Linked DNA regions of Rattus norvegicus: region 1 is linked to region 2. A link is a contact called in public Hi-C data. All regions are on one chromosome and are shown on one strand. Each heading gives the region's core, a stretch centred on a gene start, on an enhancer-like site or on the middle of the called end of the contact. The rest is flanking DNA. Distances are from core to core; before and after follow the strand shown. Region 1 has its middle 140 kb from the start of Tfcp2l1. Region 2 overlaps Clasp1 (cytoplasmic linker associated protein 1).

Region 1 (3,307 bases), core at 745-3,244, 190 kb before region 2:
CATACTAAAAGGAAGTAAGTCCCACTAGAAATATCCAGGCACTCTGGTCATAGTGGCACATGCCTTTAATCCCAGCACTTGGAAGGCAGAGGACAGACAGTTACTGAGGATTCAAGGTTAGCGTGCTCTGTGTAGTGAGTTCCAGGACAGCCAGAGCTACATAGCAAGACTCTGTCTTGAAAAAGAAGAACAAATGGAGGAGGAGAAAGAGAAAGAGAAAAGAAATATCTAGACATGTGGATTAAAATAAAATAGACATTTTTGGCCATAGCTACCTGATTAGGCAAGGTGGCATCTGCCTTCAATCTCAGCACCTGAGAGGCAGAGACAGGGGAATCTCTGTAAGTGGATGCTAGCCTGAGCTACACATTGAGTCCAAGACCAACCACAGCTATATAATCTCCCAGAAGAAAGGAAGAAAATGGAGGGAAGGAGATAGAGAGAAAGACAAAGAGACAGAGGCAGAGAGACAGAAACAGACAGACAGAGAGACAGAGGCCACCTGGATATATATGACAGAGGGAAGCCAATGGGAGCCAAACGTAGGGAAACCCAAAGCCCAGTGGCAGATGACCCCTGAAGCCATAGGTCACTCTGGGAGCATCTGGAGCCTAAGGAACCTATAGTCACTGGCTTTAAGTCCCACAGAAGACAGAAGTAGGAATCAGTGAAGATAGTTGAGAAAGCTTGCTGTGGGTGGTGGTTTGAATGAGAAATGTCTCCCATAGCTCTACATGTTTGAATACCTGGGCATCAGCTGCTGGAGCTGTTGGGAAGGTTGCAGAACCTTTAGGAGGTGGTCACTGGGGCAGGGCCTGCCCCCTCACAGACTGCTGTCTGCTTGTGTTTGGGGTTGAAGATGTGGTGTCTCAGCTCCATACTCCAGCTGCTATCCCGCTGCTCGCCAAGATGCTTCCTATCACGATGGACTCTTCTCCCTCTGGAACCATTAACCCAAGCCTCTGTAACTGGACGTGGTCATGGTGTTTCTTCACAGCAACAGGAAGGTAACCGATACACTCTGAAAGCAGGAGGATCTAGGCTGACCTGACTGTTCACTTCGGTGACTGCATGAAAAGCTGGGTGTTGGGGTCCTGAGAGCAAGCTCAGTGGTTAAAAGCTGGCTGCTCTTGCAGATAATCCAGGTCAGTTCCCAGCACAGGGGTATCAGGCAACTTACAGCTCCAGTTCCAGGAGATCCAGTGCCCTCTCTGCTTCCACAGGAACATGTATGTATGTGGTGTACATATAAGTCCATGAAACCACACGCATGTGTGCGTGCACATACACATACACACATGTACATGCACACACACATGCACACACACATGCACAAACACACACATGCACATACACACATATGCACGCACACACATATGCACGCACACACACATGCCCATACCCATGCATATACACACATGCACACATGCATGCACACACACATGCATACACATGCACATGCACACATGCACATACACACATGCACATGCACACACACATATAGATGCGACTTTTACGTTGTTTCAAAGGCTTCATTTTTTAAGTCAGATGTGGTGGCATGCACATGTAATTCTCATATACTTGTCTGGGGTGACAGCCCACCTGTAATCTCACAGCTCGAAAGACAGAGATGAGAACCCCCAAGCAAGCTGGTGAGTTAGATGAACTGGCAAACTCTGGGATTGTGAAGGACCTTGCCTCATATGTAAAGTGAAGAACGATCAAAGAAAATATCCAACCTCAACCTCTGCTTGCTGCTGACACAGGCTGACTAGAACCTGCAAACACACGTACACCCACACACAAGCAAACATGCAAACACAGATGCACACACATCACCCACTCATAGAGAGGTGCATGAGAAATCTGCATCAGCCATCACACCGCCATGTGTGTTGTCTTAACAGATGAAGCAGCTGTGGAAGTTCCCACGGCTCTCCTTTAGTCCTCTTACATGTAGACTCTGTCTTGCCAGCAGAGGGTAGTATATGGCCAGAAATGAGGTAGGGTGCAAGGAGCATTCAGTTTGGAGAGATGAGTCTCCCAGGCTGAGCTGACTGCTCTCTTGGAAGAAAAGCACTTGGCTTTCTGCAGGAGTCCGATGCACAGTTGGATACTCTCCCCTTTGTTACTCTAGGAGGTGGCATTGGTGGGCACAGAGGCCATCCGGGTTTGTCCTGTCTGGCCTAGGGACAGGGTTGATCACAAAGTGAGACCTTGAAAGTAGATGTTTCCTGCTCTTCTCTGTGGTGTCAGAAAATCATCACTGGGAAAAGTAGGGCACCGTGCGGGGCAGATGACTTCCATGTGTTCGCCACCTGGAAACAGAGGATGCAAGTGTCATATTAATGAGGCCTGGGGGCGGGATGATGGACTCACTAGGGAGCCAGCTTAGGGCTGGGTGGTGCAAATCTGTAGCCCTCAGCCTTCAGATCTGTCACTAAGATTTTAATGTCGTCATTATTATTATTATTGTGTGCATCGGTGTGTGTGTGTGTGTGTGTGTGTGTGTGTGTGTGTGTGTGTGTGTGTGTGGTGTATAGTACGTGGGTGTATACCCGTGTACAGATCAGAGGACAACCTTGTGAAGCAGGTTCTCTCCGTTCACTTTTACTGGCTGAGCCATCTCTCTGGTGCTCTATCCAATAATATTTCTAAGTTTCCTATGAATTATACACAGGAATAGATTGCATTATGATGTTCTCATACAAATTCGGACTGAATTTTGATCACGTTCTCTTGTCCCCTCCCACGCCTGCTGGCCTCTTCTTCCCACCTAGTCTTCTTGTTTCATGCCATTTTGAGAGTGAACCAGCGAGTTTAATTAGGATTACTTACAGAAGCACGAGTGAGGGGTATTTACAGACAATGTCTGTCCTGTAGTAACTGCTAACTGCCTGTGGTTCCTCAGAAAGGGGTGAGGCCTTACAAGCCTTCTTCTGTTTTATGGTGATGGGCCCTGTCTTCAGGTTGTTAGTGCTGTGAGGAAGCACCATGACCAAAAGCAATTTGGAGAGGAAAGGATTTATTTTGCTCACACATCAGGGCAGGAACTGATGCAAAAGTCATGGAGGGGTGCTGCCCACTGATTTGCTCTCCAATGTTTGCTCAGTCTGCTTTTTTATAGAACCCAGAACCACCAGTTCAGGGTTGGCCCAAGAATGAGCTGGGCCCTCCCCCATCAGTTATCGAGGCTTCCTACACTGCCATCTTTGGAGGCATATTCTCAACTTAGGCTCCCTCAGCTCCGATGACTCCAGATTATGTCAAGTCTGTACAAAACTAGACAGGCCTGATCTTGGTAATT
Region 2 (3,268 bases), core at 15-2,514:
CCAGGAAGCAGTGAGAACAAAAGCACAAGGATGAGAGAACGCAGGAGTGACGGAGGTGACCGAATGTACACGGGGATGACGGTGGAAGGTGACTTTCTTATCTTGAAGATGAAAAAAAGCTAGTTTACTTGTTACTGGTCTCAAATGTACAAACTCTAGAGGAACAGGCACATGGCAATAAGCTAGAATTACAGACACTTCTGAGAAGCAAAGCAAACCACTTCACAAGACCCAGCTAGGCACACCAGAATCCAATGCAGAGAAACAATCAAGCCCTATGTCAAAAAACAACAGCTTGGGATTCAAAGTCAGACCTACCCTCACTGGGCCCCTGGGGCTCCAAACCCCATGTGGCCTAACCCAGGAGCTTGATGGGAATACCAGATTCTTTTGTTAAGGCAGATCTTAAAGAGAGCCACCCTCTTGAATGAACATCGAAAAACACTTCTAGAAACAATAGCTGTCCCCTTTGGAAAAGTGATGCCAACTGCTATCCTTTGAGACACTAACAGTAATACACCACAAAGCAGAAATGCTTTAAAAAAAAAAAAAAAGACAGTGTGGTGTCCTGCAGTTATGTCAACAAATGTTCTTTAGATGTATGAAAAGGGCACTCAACAGAGAGTGTCATGAGAAAAAACACCACACATCTTTCCTGAGACATTAAAAAAAAAAAAAAAAAAAGCACAGGATGCATAGACAAGGACGACTGCAAAGCATGGTGGGACAATCAACTAGGGACAGTTTGAAGACAGAACAGCTTAGTTTAAACACCACTTGTTTTGAGAAAGCATTTGGAGTAGTTTACGTGAGACTGTCTCCTACAGGACAGGCTCTGGCATTTCAATACTTGGTCCCTATTTGGAGGCACTGTTTGGGGTGTGGGTATTAGGAGGAAGTATGTCACTGGGTGTGGGCTTTGACAATAAGAAGCTTTGCCTGCTCTCTAGTATGCTCTCTGAATCACCCTTGCTTTGGAAGATGTGAGCTCTCGGCTTTCTCTTCCTGGTTCCATGACTGCTCCTTTTATGCTTCACACCATGATGGACTCTTACCCTCAGGAACTGTAAACCTAAATAAACCTTCTAGATGCTCTCTTGGTCATGGTGTGCCATCATAGCACAGAAGAATATTAACACATAAGTAGGTACCAGAGACTGGGCTACTGCTCTGAACAACCTGGCCACGCTAGTGTGTGGAAGACTTTGGAACGCTGAGCTAGAGAAATGATTTATTGCTCTCCAGAGCCATCCTGTAGGATCCCAGAAGACAGCAGGTGTGGAGAGCAATGTAGACTGCATTGGCCCAGCTCAAGAGGTGTCAGAGGGAAACAGTATTAGGACTTGGCTTGTTGCTGTGATATTTTGGGAAAGAATCTGATTGCTCTAATCCTAAGAACCTGCTTGAGGCTAAATTTAAAAGTAATGGACTAATTTCTTTGGTTCAGGAAATTTCAAGACAAGGTAAAACATTGAATCTGTAGCATGGCTGTTACTGAAACAGTCTTCAAGGAAACACAAATGGGTTAGAGAGAAATAGAAAGTACAATATGGAGAGAAAGGCGGGCTGAGAAGCTCCATGTTGTAGGCAAGACCTGTGCTAAGACAGAGGCTATTCACCAGACTCTCAGATTCACAGCAACAAAGGGAAGTGTGCCCTAGGGCAAGACCACCCAGCTAAGCTTTCACTGCACTGCTGTGCTGGCCTAGGTAGGGCTGTCCATGTGGTACTGGCTTTAGAGGCATGAAAGATGCAAGAGGGGAAGATCCTTCCTCAAGTTTCAGAGCCACTCAAGACAGACAGTGTGTGGTGGGGACGCCCGGAGACAGCAAGCGGCTACGAGAGGCTATTTCGTAGAGCTGTGAGAGTAAAGGCTGTCCACAGTGGAGACTTCAAGACATTGGAGATACCAGAGCCATGAAATACTGCCAAGGAAAGCTGTACACAGGAAGGAGAACCAGCCCAAGGAAGGGACAGACGCCACGGGCAGCACAGCTGGAAGGGCAGAGTACGCTGACCCCTTTGAAATGAAAGCCCCATACAATGGACCTGGAGGATTCAGCATTTACTGTGCCAGATTTCAGTCTTATGTTTGCCCAGTATTTCCCAATTATACTCCATCCCTTCCTTCTAAAATGGTAATGTCTCTTCTGTGCCATTATATGTTGGAAATACATAAGTTGCCCTTTGGTTTTACAGGGAGTTACAGTTAAGAGATTGATTGCCTAGAGTCTCACAAGAGACTAGGCTTTAGATTGAGAAGACTATGGGAGCTTTGAAATTGGGTAAAACACATTTTGTATCATCATATGGCTATAAGTCTATGGGGGGGGGGTCAGGGAGTGGAATTTAGTAGTTTGAATGAGAATGTCCCACACAGGCTCTGATATTTGACCATTTGGTCCCCGAACTGGTGGCACTGTTTGGTGGGTTCAGGAGGGGTGCCCTTGTTGAAGGACATCTCTTGGGGTAGGCTTTGAGTGTTTATGGTCTCAGCCTAGTTTGTCCACTCTGCTTTATGTTCACAATTGAAGCTCAGCTCTCCACTGTCATGCCTGCCACTTGCTGCTATGCCTCTCTGCCATGATCCCTCTGGAGCCAACCATAAGCCCAAATTAAGTCTTCCTTAAGTTCCTTGGTCATGATATTTTTATCACAGCAATAGAAAAGTTATTAATACAGTATTCAAGGAAAGACAAGATGCTGTAGGCTAACTCACTTATAGAAAGTCCTGAGCTAGCCAAGGAGTTCGGTACACTCCAACAATCCTTGGCTGTACAGAACCAAGCAACAGCATTATTAGTTCTTTAATGTAACAAGGTGTCCACTGGTCAGATCCCTTCCTAATGGCAACACTGCCAAGCCATGCATTGCACAAGAAGCAAATTTCCTCTAAGTTAAAAACAACCAGAATTTACTAAGTTGCTCCCTTGGAGACTGCCATGGGACTAGTCGTATCTCTGCCCACTGGAGGATGCAATGATCCAAGTACTCTTTAATGCTGGCGACAGCAACAGCCCTGAGCTCACTCTCACAGACGGAAGCTAATGCACCCAGCACTGCAAAACTGGTCCAGACAGAATCTATCTTTCCTGGTAAATGGAAGAAAGCACCTATCAGCTGTATTAGGAGAGTTCCGACAACACACACCAACTCAAAGCCTGGCCTTGGCACCTAACAAAAGGAAACACGATCCCTGAACACATCTGCAGGTGAAACTCAATGTGCATACCCATGAGAAGTTAAATTAAAAACTAGACAAAGCAGT

The links. Hi-C and Micro-C count contacts between places; a contact is called where the count stands out from the background.
Region 1: a Hi-C map of the A7r5 cell line shows a contact between it and region 2, with 9 times the contacts expected there. The contact joins two enhancer-like sites. A contact is called at or near these places in 9 of 12 Hi-C or Micro-C datasets (the A7r5 cell line, Schwann cells, frontal cortex and 4 more).

Annotation. Positions count from the first base shown.
Region 1 is chr13:32,421,083-32,424,389 of GRCr8, reverse strand. No RefSeq gene overlaps it. Among named protein-coding and RNA genes, the nearest start is that of Tfcp2l1, 140 kb to the right of the region's middle. Within about 2 kb of position 1,994, at least 3 of the 93 cell types and tissues checked have an H3K27ac peak or open chromatin away from gene starts, as enhancers often do.
Region 2 is chr13:32,234,192-32,237,459 of GRCr8, reverse strand. The region is part of intron 36 of Clasp1 (cytoplasmic linker associated protein 1); the gene reads right to left. Among named protein-coding and RNA genes, the nearest start is that of Tfcp2l1, 51 kb to the left of the region's middle. Within about 2 kb of position 1,264, at least 3 of the 93 cell types and tissues checked have an H3K27ac peak or open chromatin away from gene starts, as enhancers often do.